2 separate regions of the Gossypium hirsutum genome follow, and region 1 is linked to region 2. The links are chromatin contacts, called in public Hi-C maps. All regions are on one chromosome and are shown on one strand. Each heading gives the region's core, a stretch centred on a gene start, on an enhancer-like site or on the middle of the called end of the contact. The rest is flanking DNA. Distances are from core to core; before and after follow the strand shown.

Region 1 (4,201 bases), core at 824-3,323, 320 kb after region 2:
ATTCAGTATGTTTAAAGAATCACAAAACCACTCACTCAAAAATTATGCCTTGCTTAAATCACTTCCTTTGCCGCTTCAGTCACACGGAAAGTGCTACTTATCTGTAAAATTTTAATGTAGAGTGTGTGAGCTTAAATAAGCTCAGTGAATGTTCTGAATTACTGCAAAGCATACACAACAACATAAGTTAAGTAAGGGTAAACTTATCTTTCATTTTTTGAAATTTTAAAAGGATATTTTGCTATTAGTTTTAACGAGAAAGACCGAAACCTCGTAAGTTAGGGCACGATTTTCTCATAATTCTAACATGCAAAATATTTCTTTATTTTTTGGATATTTCTCTTGTTGAATTTGAGTAAGAATCGATGGAATATTTAAGAGTAACGCGTATGCGATTTGGACTATACTAAAAAAAAATTACTTGAGATAAAAGAAAGCATACCTAACTAATAGTAATATTATAATATACATTTGCAACAACTATAACATAATACACATGATAGAATAGTTATATAGCCTTGATACTAGCAAAACCTAATACTAACATATATGCATAAAAGCAATGATACCAATGTCAATATAATAGCGACAATAAAACACAAAACTAGTAAAATTCCAAAAGGAGTAAAACATTCATGTATTATATATAAAATTTAATATAAATTAAATCATCAAATAATAATAAGAACATACAAAAACATAAAACTAATAAAAATCAGATTAAATGTTAAATATAAAATAAACAAACAAATAAAATGTTAAAAGGAAAATTTAATAAAAACCCTTTTTGTTTAAAATAAAAAAACAAATATAAATAAAAAATAAATAATAAAAATAAAAATAAAATGTCTGAGGACCGAATTAAAATCGGGTCACAATATTGGGGTTTAAACCGCAAATAATTAAAAAAGGTTGCAAGGGACTGAACTGAAATATGCTCGAAGCTTGAGGGACCTTTAGGGAAATATTCTCCAGCCCTAAATGCAGTGAGAGTCTGCGCATGGTCTAAGGACCAGATTGACTTGGAAGTCAAAATTCGCGGCCCAAATCAAAAAAACAAGAAGGATCGAATTAGCCCAATCATCGTAAAATACGCAGATCCTACGGGCTGCGGGTCGGGTCACGGGTCGGCCTCCCTAGAACGACGCCGTTTTGGCGCCTGAGGAGGCCTATTGTAACGGTGCCGTTTTATTACATCATTGAAGCCAGATTTTTTTTTGACCTTTTATTTTTTCAGTCCAGAAGGAAAAAACTAAAGGGAGCCTCCATTTCCTCTCAACGCCCCCATCTCTCCGGCCTAGGTTTTCAACAGTAGGTCGCCCTAGCGCCGCCGTGTAACCGCCGTGCCAGAGAGTAAAAACGTCTTTTTTCTTTTAAAAAAGGAATCCTCTCCCTTTAAAGGGGCTTTTTCTTCAAATGTAAATCCGATTCGGGGTATTTTGAAACTGCAAACGAGGAAGAAAAAGAGGACGTGGTCGTCCTTGCTACTTCGCCGTCTTCTTTTTGCGGATGCAGTCGAGATGAAATCTCAAGGGGTTTTTGCGGCCTTAACGACTGGAGGAGAACTCCGACGGCGATAGCCCACGAGGAGACAGGTAAGTCCCGACCGCCCTTTTGGTTTTCTGTTTTTCTTTATTTATTCCATTTTTAAAATAAAAATAAAAAATAAAAATAAATCTAAAATAACAGAGACACAAATCACCTTCTGTAGTCTGAAATCTATATCTTGATTACTTGTGTATCTGAAAAACAATTGCAGAGATTGGGTTTAGGCTTTTATAGCCAAACTAAAGCTAATTGCTATGATTTCTTGTCTTTTTCTTTTTCTTTTCTGTTTGCTTTTATTTCTTTGATTTTCTTGCTGTTAGTATTTTGTTTGTTTCTTCGTTGTCTTCTCTGTTGCATGTGTTTTCTGTTTTGCAGGTGACTGATGTGATGAGCATGGGAAGGCGGCGATTGGTGAGACCGACGATTGGCAAGCCGAGCGGCGGCGACGTATGCAAAGGAGGCTAGCAGAACATGCGGTGCCGAAGGCTGACCCTGGCTAGGGTTTCTTACTCAAGAAAATGTTTTAATCGGGCTTTGGGCTGTTAGGTTTTTTAGTTGTTGGGCTAGCTGGGTTAGATTTAATCTGATTTGGGCTAGACTTTGGGTTATTAGGTTTTGGGTTTCATTTGGGCTTTGGGGTCATATTGGGCCTATTATAGATTGACTTTTTTATTTTTGGGTTTACTTTTGTTTTGATATTTGGGCCCCGGGCAGAAATTGGGCCTTACAATATAACCATGCTTCATTATCTCATAGGGCTAGCATATACTCTCACATGTATTTACACAAAAAATAACTCATATATAATTCAAATAATGATAATTTGGTAGCTTGAAATTATGAAACGTAAAATTAGACTCTATCACCACACATTGGAGAAATGAATCTCTATCACACCAATGACTCAAAGAGTCTAACATGTCTTATAAGTGTAGCATAAAGCTAAACACTCTCTAACACACCATGTCCCGATGAATGGATCTTAGCTTGACATTCCTTTATTTCTCCAATCTGTCTTGGGCCACAATGCCCCAATTACAAACGCAAAGGTGAGTACTCACAATCCTATGACATGCCAATTATATCCAACGATTTCAAGATATCACAAGGCCAAAATATCCACAATTACACATTTTAAATATTATTTTAATGCACATAATCTCTGTTCATATCCATCAATTTACATCACAAACTTGTACAAAATGCATCATATAGGATTCACATTTAATTACACTTTAAGTGCCACAATAATGCTCATTGAGCCATTATGCATCAGACCACGCACGTGTGCATTAAAATCAATTTATGGTATCCAAATATTCACACACATTACTTGTCATAACAGTTTCACATTTTACAACTCAACATACATTAGACAAAATTTCACAATAAAACAAAAAGTATAAAGAAGGCTTACACTTGGAACTTAGGATTGGGGTTTAGCCTATTGCTAAGCTCCCGGTTAATGCTACGAATACCAACAACGACTCCAGGCACTCATCGATCACGCTTCCGCTTACTAGGCGAAAGGTCAAACAAGCTTTTCCTTGCATTTAGACTTCCTCGTAGTGGCTCCATATTGATCCAAAACTTTACACACATAACAAACACATTCTAAAATCATTAAAAACAACCTTGAACACAACCAAACAACAAGGAAAACACCATCCAAGCCTCTCATTTCTCGTTACCGAAAACTAGCTAGTTTTACCGAAATTAAAGTTTTGACACTCCTAATATCATTTTTAATCCTCAATTTTGATTTCAAACATCGCAAACATCATTTAATTTCATATCTAAACCATTAATTTCACCTAAATCTATAGTTCTAAAATTTCCAAAAAATTCAAGCTTTCAAAGACATGTAAAAGGGAAAAATGTTTGATTATTGAAAATTCAGTTATGAACTATCAAATTGAAGTGGAATACCTTCTAATTAGGTTAGAATGAATCAAAAGTCACTTTGAAAACACATGTTTACTCAAGGTTACGATATTTGCTATTTTTGAATCCAAGCTTGCTTTAAAACCATCAAATCTAAATAATTCTTCATACAATCGTTTAAAACTCAAATTGAATTAACAACACTCTTTCTTTAACCTTAAAAAGTTAGAATATTACCTTAATTCGATGAAAATGATGATTTAGAACTTTAATTTTGGATTTGAACTCAAGAAGAACAATGAAAATTTTGGGAAAGAAAATGCGATTTTTCTTTGAAATTGGATGTTATTTTGGTGTTTGGGAGGTTAATAAATATAAAATGATAAATCAATTTCGAAAGAAACCCTTTCTTTTAGCTTTAGGGAAAATTTGAATAGTTTAGGGTTTAAGAGAGGGAATAAGACGTGAATGACTCCATGTAAATGACCAAGTTTCAAAAATTGGGAAATTTACCCTTTTGGTCACTCCCTGTTTCTCCCCTTTTCCATTAGGTCCTAATTCAATTAGAATCCATTTTTTTTTCAAATTAGACTTCAAAATTAAATTTTTAAGCTATTTAATCAAATAAAAACTAGATTACGTTACTTTAATACTTTAATTACTTACTTACGACCCTAATTTCTAGTATCTAACTCAACTAACTAGATTTTGCTAACCCAAAACTATTACGTTGGGTTTTGAGATGTGGCAAACTTAAAAAAATGTGGCT
Region 2 (4,225 bases), core at 61-2,560:
CATAGATAAAGCAAGCGGTAAAAGACTTGCAGTTAAATCTTCAGTTAACACCCGTTTCGAGTTTGATCCCAGGACAACCCCGATTTTTAGTGATGGTGAAAGCATTTATGGAGAAGAGAAAGACCTCATTTTGCATGTAAATTGTAGACATTGGTACTGATGACAGAAGTTCGTCCAAGTAATTTAGAGCGTGCAGTACTGAAAAAGATAGAAATGGAATGGCCTATTCAAGTGAGAATTGAATACACGTCTCAATATTTATTATTTAAGATGTATCCCTTTAGAGACATACATACTAGTTGATTAAATTATGTACATTAAAATATTTGAAATCGTCCACGTCTCACAGCTTACCTCACCTACATTCTTAGTTTTTTCAAACTTGATAGCAAGTATAGCCATTTTATTTATTTACACGTACAGCGGAGCATTAGACAAATAAACAAATACAGAAAGAATTTGATGCCTAAGATTTAAAAAAAAAAAATCAATAAACAGTTAAATTATTATTTGGGGTCTGAATTTTGCAATCATTCTCACATTGTCTAAAAAGAAATCAAACCCCAACTTGGATTGCTGTTTTTTTATCATTTTATTGCATATAAATTATCCAACAGAAACTTTTTTTTGTTAAACTGCTTTTTTTTAGTATAGTAAAATGGGATTAAATTCTCAACACCTAATAAATAGATAAATGTGAAAATAGTAACAGTCCGTACCTGAATGGTCTTGCCAGGACTGACGGGCGTAGCTTCAGCGAAGATAAAGTCACCAAGTTCAGCGCGCTTTAAGTGATTGATGCTAAGGTGGATCCCAGCCACTCTTTGGAAACCGCTGGCCATGTGAGCCCCGATGCTAGCCAGCGCCTCCGCTATCAGAGCCGATACTCCACCGTGCAACACCTTGAACGGCTGCTTTTTGCCAATACAAATTGCAACTTTATTATTTCGAAACAAAAAACGAAAAGAAGGGGGAAAAAATCGTTGTAACTGAAACCTGGCAGCACTTGTGGGTAACGTGTAGGTGTCCGTTAACTTTGGTAGGGGACAAATCTTGTAATTGAAATCCCAATAAATGGAGCGCAGAATCCAGATTGGCCGTCTTGTCCGAAGACGAAGATGAAGATGACGATGATTCATCCATTCAGAAACCAACTTCAATTAACTCTATAATTTCTGTCTGAAATTTATAATCGGAATTTAAGACATGAGAAATGGTGTTGTTTGAGATTTGGTTTTTGGTGTGTAATAGTTAAGGATAATATAATTACGAACCTTATTGTCCGAGCCACTTGCGTTTTGGAGTAGAGCGGAGCCAACAAAGCAAAGGGTATTTTGGTATATTAACAAAATCAAAGCTAGCCTGGCTCCCGTCCGTTGGTAGGTAGGTGAGGTAGCACTTGTGCTTGGTGTGTGTTGTATGGCCTCATTAACCTAACTTACTTAACACCATAACCTAGCATTTAAATTTGTAGACCAAATTTTAAGTTTTAATTTATGTTTTTTCTTTTATTTCTTTATTTATTATTTATTGATTTGAAAATTTACTAAATTGATAAATTTAATGGTTAAATTGTTAAAATATTAATTGTAAAAAGAGATACGAAATAATATAAAAATACTTTATTTTAAATTCATTCATATTAAAATTACAAGCTTAAAATAGATAATATAAATCATATCTTTAATTGCTTCAAAACTTGGGAGGAACAGATATTATATTATCTTATTCTAAATTCATCATTCTCTATAAATATTTTCTTCAACACTTTATTTATATAAAAAGAGAAAATGGCAGCCATTAGTCAAAGCAAAAACATATAAATAATCATTCGATGAATCTCTTAATGGAACATGTTTTATAGCACGTGGAATCATTTGAGTAGGTGAAATTCCAAGATTAGGTAGCAGCAGTGGATAACAGATGTAATTTGTCACACGCCACCTACCAACACCGCTGCTTTCTTCTTATTTTAGTATTTTAACAACATGAACTATTTTCTCTTCAATTCATAGTCTTTTTTCAGAATGTGTTGATGCATATTGCTGATTGATTTCTTTTCTTCTTTTATTAAGATTTATGCGATTATTTAATTTTAAAAAATCATAACTCGTTTTAATGTTTAAAAAATATATTTGATAATATACTTTAAATTTTAGAAAAATGAATTTACTTGAATACAAAGAATAAAAGATTTCAAAATTTATAAGGAATTTTAAAACTGTTTCCTTAAGTGTTTTTCATTTTCCAAGAAAATAAAACAAAAATAGCCTATGTTCTCTAAAATCAAATTCAAGTTCTATTTAGAGATGTGATCTTCCAAAATTCCTCATAATCTTCTTTCATTTAGTTTATACTCTCTCACTATATAAAAAAAATTTTAAACTTCAAAATATAATTTTTATTTAATTCTAATTGTTGGGGATCGACTCGATTAAGTAACGAACAAGTAAAAAATAGCGGAAGAAATTGAGAAATTAAACACACAAATTTAATGTTGAAAAACTCCTCCAAAGAGAATAAAAAATCACGGACAAAGATAATTTTACTATAATAGCAAAAGAACGAAAAGCACAAAAGATGGAGATAAAAACTAAACCCCACCCAAAAACAAAGAACCCTCAAAACGTAAACACAAAATTCTCCAAAAGTGTTATGAGTTCTAATATTTTAATAGGTGTATTTTCTAAAGTTGTTAAAGAGCCTATTTATAGGCTAAATTCGTAGGTCAAATAATAATAAAATAATCTAGATTAATTAAAGTTCGACTGAAAAAACAGAGTTTAACTGGGAGATTATCTCACAAATTTGACTGAAATATGAGGCATACTCAACAGATCTCCACATTGACTCGTATTTCCACAACACCATCTTTGCCAAAGCCCTTTACAGACCTATCTTAAACCATGCAGGGAATTAACAGATTCGAATCTGTGGTTAGAAGTTGGAAGACTTCTAGCCTTCGACTTGTGCACTACCAAATCAAAACTAACCCGGGTTTGATTTTCACAAACACAGTACCCAAACTTTTCAAAACCTGCATCCAAAAGAGAACCTTATTTCAACGAAATAGTCATACCTTTACCCCTCCTATAACCAAGTTGCCTCCGCTCCAAATGATTTGACTTCAACTCCGTAACAGACGAGGGATGTCCAGTTTCATCGATCACTATAGAACCTTTTAGAATTTAAAGATTGTCTTTCCTTTTATCTTTTAACAAAATGAGAGCCCCACGAGACATCTTAATGTCGCTCGACTTGATGTTGATTCTGTAACCTTTTGAGTCTAAAATACTTAATGAGATGAGATTCTTTCGTAAATCAGGTACATACTTGATATCTGATAGTGTCATAATCGTCCCATCGTGCATCCTAATTTTAACAGTACCTATAACAACCTGGTTTTTAGTGGTGACGGAACTGTGGTTTCGGGACCACAAATTTTCATTGTGCCAACTCGTAATTATTATTTTTAGAATATTTATAGAGTTATTAAATCTGTATTAAAATTTGAATGAGAAATTTTAACGTTTAGATAGATAATTAAGGAGAAAGGACTAAATTATAAAAGTGCAAAATATGCTAATTATAACATTTAGGTGATTGAATGGCCTAAGTAGTAAATGTGGGAGGACCAATGGGAAAATTAATCCCTATTTTGGATAGTGGACAGTAATGAGTATTAATAATTAAAGAAAAATTAAAAGAAAATAGGTTTAAATGCAATTTTGTAAATTATTCAAAATTAAAGAAACAAATTGAAACAAAAGCTTTATTTTTCTCATTTTTTATCTTCTTCTTGGTCGAACCTCGCCATTGATGACCTAGGAATCTTTTTTCATCTTTTGTCTTTGCATCGTAAGGAAATTGAATCATTTTCTTGTAATTTTTATGTTTATGAGATCGTTGCAACTAGGTCCAACAACCCGTACCTCTGTTTTTTATTCTATTAAAAATTTTGGAAGTTTTCATTGATTTATATTAAATTTTGTTTGATGAATACTATGTATTTGGAGTTTTTATTATGCTCTTTGATGAATTTGTAAAGTGATTTTTGTTAGATTTTGATTTTAGGATTAAATTGCGAAAATGTCAAAATTTTAGGGTTTAATAGTGAATTTTATGTTTATTAGGGACTACTTGAGGGTATAGTATATTTAGATAAAATATTTACTTGTGAAAAATGGTTAATTTGATGAATTTTGAGTTAAAGGACTAAATTGTA

Evidence for each region. A called contact is a pair of places that touch in the nucleus more often than the background predicts.
Region 1: a Hi-C map of leaf shows a contact between it and region 2, with 2.6 times the contacts expected there. The contact joins the enhancer-like site here to the promoter of LOC107910507 in region 2. A contact is called at or near these places in 2 of 34 Hi-C or Micro-C datasets (both in leaf).

Annotation. Positions count from the first base shown.
Region 1 is chrD02:9,488,263-9,492,463 of Gossypium_hirsutum_v2.1, forward strand. LOC107910494 (a long non-coding RNA gene) reads left to right here. Exons shown (of 2, transcript XR_005910166.1): 2 at 1,238-2,400. Among protein-coding and RNA genes, the nearest start is that of LOC107910494, 3.4 kb to the left of the region's middle. Within about 2 kb of position 2,074, at least 5 of the 9 cell types and tissues checked have an H3K27ac peak or open chromatin away from gene starts, as enhancers often do. A contact at or near this core is called in leaf, where this site is marked.
Region 2 is chrD02:9,173,126-9,177,350 of Gossypium_hirsutum_v2.1, forward strand. LOC107910507 (1,4-dihydroxy-2-naphthoyl-CoA thioesterase 1) reads right to left here and starts at 1,311. Exons shown (of 3, transcript XM_016838362.2): 1 at 997-1,311; 2 at 720-911. The coding sequence starts at 1,143.